Regions from separate parts of the Pan troglodytes genome. Here region 2 is linked to region 1. The links are chromatin contacts, called in public capture Hi-C maps. All regions are on one chromosome and are shown on one strand. The core of a region is the stretch at or near the end of the contact, and the rest is flanking DNA. Distances in the headings are between cores, read along the strand shown. Region 1 overlaps PTK2 (protein tyrosine kinase 2). Region 2 has its middle 11 kb from the start of DENND3.

The links. Capture Hi-C pulls out chosen DNA fragments and counts their contacts.
Region 2: a capture Hi-C map of stem cell-derived neural stem cells shows a contact between it and region 1, with 3 times the contacts expected there. The contact joins two enhancer-like sites.

The regions. Positions count from the first base shown.
Region 1 is chr7:151,069,671-151,076,008 of NHGRI_mPanTro3-v2.0_pri, reverse strand. PTK2 (protein tyrosine kinase 2) reads left to right here. Exons shown (of 30, transcript XM_063816590.1): 11 at 1,297-1,327; 12 at 5,142-5,194. Among named protein-coding and RNA genes, the nearest start is that of MIR151, 61 kb to the right of the region's middle. Within about 2 kb of position 3,713, at least 6 of the 24 cell types and tissues checked have an H3K27ac peak or open chromatin away from gene starts, as enhancers often do. A contact at or near this core is called in stem cell-derived neural stem cells, where this site is marked.
Region 2 is chr7:151,396,948-151,402,991 of NHGRI_mPanTro3-v2.0_pri, reverse strand. No RefSeq gene overlaps it. Among named protein-coding and RNA genes, the nearest start is that of DENND3, 11 kb to the left of the region's middle. Within about 2 kb of position 2,536, at least 6 of the 24 cell types and tissues checked have an H3K27ac peak or open chromatin away from gene starts, as enhancers often do. A contact at or near this core is called in stem cell-derived neural stem cells, where this site is marked.

The DNA.
Region 1 (6,338 bases), core at 2,464-4,963:
GCCCTGAGAGGGCAGAAGAAAACCAAGAGAATATAGTACAAGGTTCGGGAGGCCCAGGGTGGGAAGCTCTCAGAAGGACAGAGTGATTAGCTGTGTTAAGTGCTAACTGTAAATGAACAATTGGGCTTAGCAAGGCAAATGTCATTGGAGATGTTCAAAAAGTATTTTCCGTGTATGGGGGTGGGGGGGAACTGATTAGAATGAATTCAAGGGCAAATGTAAGGAGAGGAACTGTGGACAGCAAGTGTGACTACACGAGTGGTGTTACCAAGGAGCTGCCTAGAAGGGCACCAGAGTGGTGAGTGGTAGATGGGTGCCTCCTCAGCCTCCCATACCACCCCACAGACACAATACAAAGATGACAGCCAGAGCAGTGTTTGTGTGCTGAGATAAGTGAAGCAGTGCTTTGTAAATTAAGCTGGGGTGTTTAAATCTCATCCTGAAAGTTTTTGAGAGACACTAAAATGTTAAGCATAATAACTTGCTTGATTGATGAATTTGTAATTTGGGAAGATTATTCTGAAATAATTTAGCTCAGATGGATTAGAAGACAGGACCAATTAGGGGGCTGTTGCATTAATTCAGATTAAAGAGGTTAAACCAGGGAGGGCTCCATGTTTCCTGGTTTGCAAAATGAAGGCTGCGGGAAAGAAAGCGTTTCCCTCATCATTGAACGAAGTCCTCAGCTTCACTGTGGTCAGGCCGGCATGAGCCAGTCACTGTGTCCTGCTCAGCAAAAAGGGAGCTCACCCTGAACTGTGGTAGATAGCTGCCTGGCTCACCTTCCAGCCAGCTGTGTGCACGGCTCCTTTAGGTGACAGCTCCAGGACTTGCCTTCTCTCATACATTCATTCCGTTGGCAGCCATGCACACCTGTAGAATTGTTTTCCTTCTGTTTCTTTGTGCTTCCTGCACAGGTTTTTCTGTTGTTACTAGTGAGTAGTTTTATCAAAGTGCAAAATGCCTGGTCCTTTGACAAGGAGTGTTGACTAATCATAAGAAACCCTTCATCTTTTAGTCTCCTGCAAACGAAGTCTTTTACCAACTTAGCATCTTAGTTCTTTATTATGATTAGGCAGTACCCTTCAAACAATTGTATCTAATACTCAGTTTATGTTTGTTATAAATATTGAAAATAAAACCATGAGAACCTAAGGTAGACAGTGTAGCAACTTTCTTTAAAGGGTCATTGCTGGAATACCAGTATAGGCCTCATCCTTCCTCCCTGATTCTAGGCACCATCTTTTCAAAAGGAGTGAAAAGAGCCTTATACATCTCTTTTCTTTTTCCCCGCAGAAGGTGAACGGGCTTTGCCATCAATACCAAAGTAAGTACTGCTTTTTTTGTACTGTTATTTTGTTTTGTTGGAAAGTTTAAGGAAATTTCTGTGCTTTATTATTCATTTTCCTAAAAAAATTAAACTCAATATACATGATCAAGGAACTAGGAAACAATTCTAGAAAGAAATCAAGTCAGTTTTAAATTTTATTAAGTATTTAGGCTTAATCAAAAGGTTTTAATTTTTCCTTTAAGTTCTATGGGGGAGCTAAAGAATAATCATAATGTTGAGAGCCTGTTGTTAAACATTTGCTTCATATGTTATTGCTAATCTTTACAAGAACCTGAAAATATGTGGCATTCTGGCTATTTTACAAGTATGAAAATTAAAGAGAAATAATTTATGTTAATTTTCTTGTTTATTTCCTAATTTTATAGTGGGCATGTTGATCTACAAAACTAAAAGAATCGAATAGTAATACCAAAAGAACTTATATAATTTTATATTCTCAGCCAATTTGCTAGGAACTGGGGACTAAGATATGAATGTTAAAATCTAAACAATCAGATACATAGGTAAACACACAGTTATAGCTGTGTGGTAAGTGCTTTCAGAGATATTTACACTTTCCAAGACACTGAAGAAGAACAGTGAGCCTAAGAGGCCACTGGAATAGAGAGGGTGAGGCCTGGGCTTTGTTCTGTCCCTCTCCTTCTTCTCCATAGCCAGTCCATTACTATTTCCTCCAGTTCCATGTTCTAAATGGATCCATCTGCTTCACCACCTTCCCACTGTGTCTCCCCCGTGTTTAGCTATCTGGGCTACCCAAGTACACTTCTGTGTTGGGGTTCCCCAAGATCTAGGAGTCACAGGACTCAGCTATGATGTATTACAGCAAATGGATACAAAGCAGAATCAGCAAAGGATGAAGGTGCATGGGGTGAAGTCCAGGGACAACCAGATGCAAGCTTCCAAGGGTCCCTTCCCAGTGGAGGCCACAGGACACTCTGAATTCCCCAGCAATGGATTGTGGCGACCTGTGTGAAATGTTGCCTACTGAGAAAGCTCATTAGAGACTTGGTGCCTAGGGTTTTTATTGGGGGCTCTTTTTTACATGCACTCTGTGCCTGGCCTGCATCCAAATACCAGACTCCCAGAAGGAAAGCAAGAGTTCAGCATAAACCACATTTTTTGTACAAACATTTTAGGCATAGTGTACCATACCTGTCAGGGGATGGTGGCAACTCTGCGAAAATCCAAGTTCCCAGATAGCAGGCAAGGGACAATCATGTAAGGTCAGTCACAAGCCTGCTACATTAACTCTTTTCTGTGTATTTCTGCTAAATCAGTCTCTGTCCAGTTTTGCTCCTTAGCCTATCCGTGCTCTGTGCTACAGCTTGAGGAAGCTTTCCTAATTAAATATCTTACATGACCTACTCTTGCTCTTAGGATACTTTGCAATATTCTTAACCTAGCTTGCAGGAGCCCGTGTGATTGTTTCCTGCTCACTTCTCTAACCTTGGTTTTTGTCACTCCTCATACTATTCTTCAAGTACATTTACCTTTTTTTCAATTCCAGGAGCAAACATCCTTTCTTTTCCCTGAAGGCCTTTGCCAATATTCTGTCTTTGCGTGATCCACTCTTCTCCCAACCCCCTTTTCGTTGCTAAGCCTAACTCATCTTCTCGGTCTCATTCTACATCACTTCCTGTAGAAACCTCATTGACCCACCCCCAAGCCAGGAGAGCATCCCCATCATGTTTTCCTGTAATAGTTTCTAGTTATTAATTACCAGAGTCCTAAACATGGGCTTTTAACTTGTCTACCCTCCCCAGGCAACCTGGCAAGTTGCTGACAGCCAGGGTCATATGCAGTACTGTGGGCCTCACACAGGCAAGGTCTGCATGTGGCTAGTGCACCTCTAGCTTTGGACAGTGCACTCTACAGCATCAGCAGTGTCTGATAGAGGTTCATTTGGGGTCATATCAGGGCAGGAACTGATGTTTATTTAGAGTACCTTTAGTTGTGGGAAGTTAAGGGATAATTTTGGATTAAAATCAAAGCTGGGCAATGTGGTGTGTTCCTGTGGTTCTGAGGCTGAGGCAGGAGGATCACTGAAGCCCGGGGGTTTGAGGCTGTGGTGTACTATGATCATGCCTGTGAATAGCAACCACACTCGAGTCTGGGTGACTTCGTGAGACTCCACCCCATTTCTTAAAACACAGACACACACACACATAGAGGAATCATGAACATAGGTATGAAAGTGAGTGAGGAAGGTAGTACATTGGAAGTGTTAACAGATAAAGGAAACTAAATAAATGAAGCAAACTTTACAAGAGTGGAATTTCCACAAACCTTATAGCAGCAGGACACCATTATTGCTATTGATCAGATAAGAGCTGAAATCCAAGCTGTCGTGAGAAAGTTGCTTAGCAACAGCATACATAATTGTGGTGCAGACAAGGGAAAACCCCAGTGTTTTGGCAGCACAACAAAGAAGGAAATGATGTAATTTATTGATTTAAAATGTGTGTCCTCTGACTGCCCAATAAATGTAGTTCAAAGATAAGTTGTGATAAATCATGTAGCTGCAATGGAAGAGAAAGTAATGAGTTGTTAGAAAACAACTTTGATTAAATTTTTATACTAAAGATATAAAATTTCACATATTTGGAGAATTCTGTAAAAGGAACACAAGTCTATGGCTGTTTGCTGTGATTATTATAGAGATTATACAGTTTCACATTCAATAGTTGTAGTGCTTCGAAACGATGTACAAGTTGAGCATTTCTAATCTGGAACTTCAAAATGCTCCAAAATTTGAAACTTTTTGAGGACCAACATGTTGCAGCAAGTGGAAACTTCCACACCTGACCTCATGTGACCTCATGTGTAACAGGTTGCAGTCAAATATTTGTTTCATGAACAAAGTTATTTAAAATATTGTATGAAATTACTTTTGGGTTACATGTATAAGGTGTATATGAAACATAAACAGATTTCACGTTTAGACTTGGGTCCTATCCCCTAGATTCCTCATTTTGTATATGCAGACATTCCAAAATCCAAAAAATCTGACATTGGAAACACTCTTGTTCCAAGCATTGTGGATAAGAGATATTCAACCTATACTGTTTTAAGTGTCAGTATTTCATCTGGAAAAGGTTTTCTCTTATAAAAAGACCAGGTAACTTTGACATCTAAAGACTGTGTGGCTCCTTTTTTCCCTGTGTTTTGTGCTTTCCAAAAATTTTTTACTAATTTTTTAAATGGCACCAAGACTTTTGGCCAAAATTTTACTTTTTGTGGGTAAATATGTAAAACTAGTGTTAAACCATGTCATGAAGCAAGTAGCAAGATACATTGAGATTACTTTTTTAAGTATGTAGGTAATAGTACATATTAATGTATTTCTTGATAATTTTTTACATGCCATAAATTTAAGAAGGACCAGTCATACTGTAGTATTTCATATTATGTTTTAGAGAGCAAAATCCACTTCCAGGTGTATGTTTTTTTTCTCATAACTTTAGGGGCAATCCTTTAGTGTGTAGCATTTAAATTTACATTTTTATTTAACCCATTCATACCAGATTAAATTGTATTGCATTGTTTTAAATTATTGTCAAGAGTATCTTTCTCAGAACAGTTCAACATTCCTTCAGTTGTGTATTTTAATTTGTGATCTTTAAAGCATTAAAGCAGCCTGGCTATTTTAATAGTAGAATCCAATTTTTAAAGAAATCACGTATCTAAAATTTTGTCTTCCTCATCCAAGGCAGTTCCCTACTTGATGAGGCCGAGTTGCGGGGTCCTGGGGAAATTGCAGGGCTCACAGCTTTGCTTTTGTCTGTCACAGGTTGGCCAACAGCGAAAAGCAAGGCATGCGGACACACGCCGTCTCTGTGTCAGGTAAGGGGCTCTAGGTAGCAGACCTCGAAAAGCACTCTCATGGGGTAAGACGATCATAGATGTCTATTTTTAGTATAATTGCTTCATTCTAGAATAGCTTATGAAAATAAGCATTCTGGCTGTCCAAATTTGCATAATTTTACCATCATTAAATAGTTTTAAGTATGGCTCATAGTTTTTTTTTTTTTTTTTTAGATGGAACACAGGTAAAATACCAGATCACTCAGCAAGTTGTATAGAATTCCAAATTATTTTTGGGTTTTAATATCATGTTAATCTTATCCAGAATGAAGTTGCCATTATAATTTATCTTGCAATTCAGTAGAATATACTTTGCATATTTATTTTATGAAGTTCAGGAAATGTGAGACATTTTAAAACAATTTTTGTCTTTCACAATATGGTGTTTGAGTATTGCTTTTTAAAAAATATAGTTAAGATTCTGGCATGAGCATTGTCTTAACTATTTGCTGGTGCAATTAAGTGTGTTGTACTTTCCTTGGTATGTTTCAAAATAGATATGCCTTTTTTCCCATTTAAAAATGTGGGAAATAAAGGAAGGGGAGGATGAGAAAGCATCTTCTGTGGGCCCATTTGATATCTTAAAATACATATACTGTCTGTATATGCACATATATACATACGTAACCATATACACACATATGTAATTTGTTCTTATATATGTGCATACATATATGTTACATTTCTGAAATAATAGTTTCCTTTTAACTTTAGCATCTCACTTAGAAAAGACCCAATTCCTGTTTATTTTGAGTCAGTTTTTTTTGAGACGGAGTCTCACTGTGTCGCCCAGGCTGGAGCGCAGTGGCGCGATCTCAGCTCACTGCAACCTCTGCTTCCCAGGTTCAAGGAGTTCCCCTGCCTCAGCCTCCCGAGTAGCTGGGATTACAGGTGCCCACCACCACACCCTGCTCACTTTTGTATTTTTAATAGAGACAGGGTTTTGCCATATTGGCCAGGCTGGTCTCAAACTCCTGACCTCAGATGATCCACCTGCCTCGGCCTCCCAAAGTCCCAGGAATTATAGGCGTGAGCCACTGGGCCTGGCTTCCTTGTTTTTTTTTTTTTTTAATGGTGCACAAATGTCCCATAAGCCCTTACTCAAGAAATATTTTTGCTTGTA
Region 2 (6,044 bases), core at 1,287-3,786, 330 kb before region 1:
ACAAAGTCCAGGAGCAGACAAAGCACACGTAAGTAAGAAAACCACACGGAGGATCACCGCGGGGTGCACACCACGTGCAGGGTGCTGTACTCCCTGGGGGGGGGCCTGGGGCCATCTCGGTGGCGCCCTGTTCCTTCAGCTGGTGGGACAGGGCTGTTCATGTTATAGTTATTGGATATAGTCTTTGCAAATATGAAATATTTTATCAGAAAAGAAAAACAAGTGAATTATCTCATCTCTTTCTGGAATTCTACTGTGTCTAAAACAAATTGCCCAACTTCAGATGTCAAGCAACTATCCTAGAATCTAGAAAATGCCAGACTGAGGAAGAATGATAAAAAGATGGGAAAGGGGCATGTTCTCTGGCTTCCTTTGTTGCCCCACAGCCTGGAGGCCTGATGGTGAGAAGGGCCTTCCACTCGGGGCTGTCCCCACTCTCAGCAATGCCTGCTCTGAATGGCCCCTAAGAAGCCACTGAAGAAAATTCAGCCGGGCACGGTGGCTCATGCCTGTAATCCCAGCACTTTGGGAGCCTGAGGCAGGCAGATCACCTGAGGTCAGGAGTTCGAGACCAACCTGGCCAACATGGTAAAACCCCCATCTCTACTAAAAATACAAAAGCTAGCCAGGTGTGGTGGTGGGCGCCTGTAATCCCAGCTACTCGGGAGGCTGAGGCAGGAGAATTGCTTGAACCCAGGAGGCGGAGATTGCAGTGAGCCAAGACTGTACTACTGCACTCCAGCCTGGGCGACAGAGCGAGACTCAGTCTAAAAAAAAAGGAAATTTTAAGAAGCCAGGGCTGAGGAAGGATGTTGGGAACGCGTTGCTCCTGCTGGCAGCTCAGAGCTGCATGGCCGAGCAGCCACACTCACTTGTGACATTCTCTTCCTCCTGAGTATGAAGAAAGACAGGAAGCTGTGGTCTGGCTGCCGCTGTGTGCTTGGTCAGGGAGGAAGGGGACAGATGTGAGAACTATCTTAACCCATCCGGACTGGGAATCAAGACAAACAAAAATAGACAACTGACAGTAAATAGGCAGAAAGGGGGAAGTCAGGTACAAACGCCACTCACCCAGGGCCCAGGAGGGAAGCTCGGACCTCCCAAGGTTATTCAAAGGCACTCTCTGCACCTGCTGCCTGCTGCTCTGAATGCCCTGCCCTCTCGTACTCCATGGCCAACTCCAACTTGTCTTTCGTAGGCTCAGATACAGATACCAACTACCCCAGGAAGGCCTCTCTCCCCTGCCCCCCTACTTCCTCCATCCAGGCTGTGGTGCCCCTACGCCTCTCAGGGCCTCCTCATGTTGCTTCTGACCGTGACCATGTGGGGGACAAACCCGTGTCCTTCGTGCCTCTCCACAGCCCTGCCTTTGGGCCTCCAACTATGAACCAACCTGACCCCTCCCTTGTCCCCACTCTGGAGCCACCGCCCAGCCCCCGCACATGGGCACTTCTCATGAGGTCCCCATGGGAAGGGCACTGGCACTGGAGGAAGAAAGTCCCGGGTACGAGCCCCGCTCCACCCTTCCCCAGCTGTAGGGCAGGGAAGTGGCCGCACAAACCTCGAGGGGCTGTCGTGCAGAACAGGGTGATGGGCAGGGCCTGCTGTGGGGTGGCACTCAGTGACTGCCAGGCACCCCCTGCTCCCCTGGCCTCAGGCTTTGCTCCGGTCAAAACCCGCTGGTTCTCTGCAGGGCAGGGCAAGGGCAGACATGGCGAGGGGCCACCCTAGTGGTGGTGATGATGGCTGCCAGTGGCTCATCTACCTGAAACTGGAGGCATTCCGCATGTGTACACATTCTCTTACCAATCTTCTCAGCAACCCTATAAACGCTGTCACCCCATTTCACAGATCAGGCACCTGAGGCTCAGCCAGTTCAGCCACATGGCCAGGAGCACACAGCAGTGAGCATGGGAGCAGAGGTGTGCACCTGGGAAGATCCAACACCAAAGCCCAGGCGCCAGCCACTCCGAGGAGGAACTGCTTCTCCAGGTGGGGCCAGAGCCTTCCCAGGCTGGACTTCCACCCCCGTCCCCCGAATAGGCACTGCCCACCCTGCCCTGTCACCCCTGCTGCAGGTGGTTCTAAAGTTTGCTTGGGGCTGGGCACGGTGGCTCATGCCTGTCATCCCAGCACTTTGGGAGTGGGTGGATCACAAGGTCAGGAGATGGAGACCATCCTGGCCAACATGGTGAAACCCTGTCTCTACTAAAATATAGAAAACATTAGCCAGGTATGGTGGCCCGTGCCTGTAGTCCCAGCTACTCATGAGACTGAGACAGGGGAATCATTTGAACCTGGAAGGCAGAGGTTGCAGTGAGCCAAGATCGCACCACCGCACTCCAGCCTGACGACACAGAGAGATTCCGCCTCAAAAAAAAAAAATAAACAAATATGGGTGACAAGACCTCCCATGCTGGAATCTTATAATTAGAAGAGATTTAAAACCATCTGGCCAAACTCAGTCAACTCTAACTCCCCTGGGCCCAGCGAAAGTTCAAAGTCGCTTCCTGCGATTCATTCTCACAGCTCTTTGTGAACACCCCAGTGGGGCCCCAGTGGTGTAGGTGCCGGGACTGACTGGTGGCTTCCCTGTCTCACTGCACCCAGGGCAGAGGCTTCTGCTGGGTCCTGAGTGCGGTGTCCAGCAAGGAGGCTTGGAGAGGACGCAGGGGCTCCCGGTCATCCAATGCCCAGATGGGGCTCAGGAACGCAGACAGCACCCGCGGGGCCAGGCTGGAAAAGCCACGTCCCCTCTGCCTTGAGCAGGAAAAATGCCTTCCCAAGAGCAGGGGCCGCATCTTCTGAGGGTTCCCAAATCCCCCAGCCTCCAGAAGCCCGTGCAGGCCAGCCCCCAGCAGGGCACACTTTTTCCCAGCAGCCCAGGAAGGGTGTCTGCTGCCCACCCCACAGGGCAGGGCATGACCTCCTGGAGGTGCTGGCCCAGCTAGCAGGTGGTGAGGTTGGAGGCCAACCAGGGGCCGCAGGCCTTGACCACAGGCACCTCCCTGACCCCTGGGCCTGGCTCAGGCCGGAGCATTACCCCAACTCTCCCGTCCCCTTTCAGCCCTCTTCTCCAAACCCAAAGCCAGCGGGCCCCCAGGTGGAGGCAGGGCAGAGGCCTGGAGGCCAGCCACTGCCCAGCCCTGTCACTCCTCTCCCATCTGGCCATGGGCGGAGCCACCGACAGCCATCACCCAGGGATGTGTGTGTGTGTGTGTGTGTGTGAGAGAAAGAGAGACAGAAAGAGAGGGAGAGGGAGACAGGAAGAAGGAAAGAGTCAGGGAGAGAGAAGGAGACAAAGAGAGGGAGATAGCACAGTCTGTGGCTCCGTGGTGGGAGATGCCAGGCAAGGGGGGCCCTCCTGGACATGGGTCACCTCTGATTCCCCACTCACCCTTGACCCACTGAGACGTCCTTTTCAAGCACCTGGAATCTTTCCAAGAACTACACACACAGATCTTCACGGCGCCACCAGGAAAAGGAAGGAGCCGCACCTCCTCCCCCTCGCATCTGGGAACCCTTCCCTGGGCAGAGGGAGGAGGCAGCAGGCCCCATCCCATCAAATCATGCGGAAAAGCCTGGCGGGGAGAGTTGGCTAAGGGTGGATTTGTTTAAAAACAGCAAAGGCCTTGGGCCCCGGGTTTTTGCACCTGTGGGCTCCAGGCAGCAGTTTCTGTTTCAGGAGCTCTCCCGCTCCCAGTGGGGAATCAGACCCAGAGGAGAGGGGTGACGAGCCCGTGTTCTCCGGGCCCACACTGCTGACTGCACTGATACCCGGGCTGGGAATCTTCTCCCCTGCAGGTGGGGATGCCACAGGCTCCTCCACTCCCCATTCCCACCTTCTTCCACTCACTCCAACTCCCCCAGAATAGAGGGTCCCAGGAACCTGCGGGTGGCTCGGCAGCTCTCCTCCCAAACCCAGCTGCTCAGCCTCCACCTCCAGCTGTCCCCCACAGCCCTCACCCCTCCTGTGCTCCTCTCCCGCCCACCTTACCCACTGGACAGACTGGTCGTCCCGGGGTCTCAGGTCAGCACCATCAGCACAGATTCTATTGACAGTGGAACTAGTGCCTTCCCAGTGCACACCCCACCCTCTTGGGCCTCACCTGCGAGCTGGGGCCAGGGCATCCCCTCGGCTTCACGCTGTCCCCTACCCCAGCACTAGATTGGGGAACCACATCTCTGTGCCAGCCAGCAGTGTGGTGGGGGACAATAAGGTCAGGGGTCAGACCACCTCCCACGGTGACCCCTGAGCCCTGAGGCATGTCCTCGTGGACTCCACCCCTCCTGGGGCTCAGCATCCTAAGACCAGACCCATCTCCTTCCCAAAACCTGCTCCCCGCAGAAAGAGGCCACAGGTCGGCAACCACAGCTGCCACCCTGGCTGACAGAGCCAGACACCTGGGTCAGCCCAGCCTCCTTGTGCCACTGCTGGACACTGGCCACCGGCCCAGTCTTCCCTTTCCCCACCGCAGATGAGCCCCTGCCTCTCAGGCCTGACAACTCTACATCCCTGCATCAGCCCAGGTCCTCGGGGAAGCCAACACTGAGACAGGATTAAACAGGCAGGAGCCGCATGACAGGCACCTGTGGGATAACCTGGGGATGGAGCTGGGGGCTGGGAGAGCCCTCGGAAGCTGGGAGGGAGTGAAGTGCCCCAATGTCCAAGTCTACCCGAAACCCCGAATGTGACCTTATTTGGAAATAAGGTCTCTGCAGATGTAATGAGCTAAGTGAAGATGAGACCATCCTGGAATAGGGTGGGCTTCAGATCCAATGGCTCCTTATAAGAGGAGAAGCCACCCAGAGACACACAGGGGAGACGAAGGCCGAAACTGGGAACATGCACAAACCAAGGGACACTGAGGATTTCCAGCCACCGCCAGGAGAGGCAGGCAGCCTCCCCTCCCCCAGCCTGAGGGGAAGCCTGGCCTGCCCACCTTGGCTTTGCACTCGCCGCCCCGCCCCCCGCATGCCCATCGCTGGGGAGGCAGGGGCTCAGTGCATCGTCTGTATTCAAAGCATCGTTTCAAGGAACCAGTGAGCAAATGAACTCAAATGTGTCCTGCTATTGTGTTGTTGCTACATGAACCTCAGCAGGGCCATGTGTTCATTCAGCAGCTGCTGGGACCCCTTGGCCAGTACCTGCACCAGGCTCCAGAAAGCAAAGAAAAGCAGCAAGTCCCCAGGGCCAAGGGCCAGGTCCAGAAGAGGAGCCCCACCCAGCCAGGTGCAGGGTGCAGGTGAGGCTCCCACAGCCCTGGTGCCTCCCCGTGGACTCACGCTCACGGTCCTGCCCTCCCAGAGCTTGGGAGATGGCGGGGGTCTCTCCATCCTGCTTTCCTCTCCACCCTGCTGGTCTGAGCACCGGGGGCCTGCTGCTGCCCTTTGCTCCCTCTCCCATCCCCCCCACTGCCACAGCCTTGGCACCCTCCTGCTCCCAGTCACCACAGTGCCACCCCCCACCCTGATGGAATAGCCTCTGGGCACAGGGCTCTGGATTACTCTAGTTCTGTGCTGCCAGCACGGGAAACCAGCCACACAGGATGTGTCCAAATGGAGCTGTGCTGTGGGTGTGAAATACATACAATGTCAAGGGTTTGGCAGGAAGAAGAACAGAAAGTACCTGGCTATTCATTTATGGATTGATCACATGTTGACATGATAATACTTTCAATATAGTGATTAGTAAAATATTGTAGGAAAATAAATTTCACCAGCTTCTTTTTAGTTGTTTTTGTTGTTGTTGTTTGTTTGTTTTTTTTATGGAGTCTCACTCTATTGCCCAGGCTGGAGTGCAGTGGCATGATCTTGGCTCACTGCAATCTCTGCCTCCCAGATTCAAGTGAGTCTCCTGTCTCAGCCTCCCGAGTAGCTAGGACTACAGGTGCCCACCACCACACCCGGCTAATTTTTGTATTTTTAGTAGAGACTGGGTTTCACCATGTTGGCCAGACTGGTCACGAACTCCTCAGCTCAAGTGATCCACCTGCCTTGGCCTCCCAAAGTGCTGAGATTACAGATATGAGCCACCATGCCTG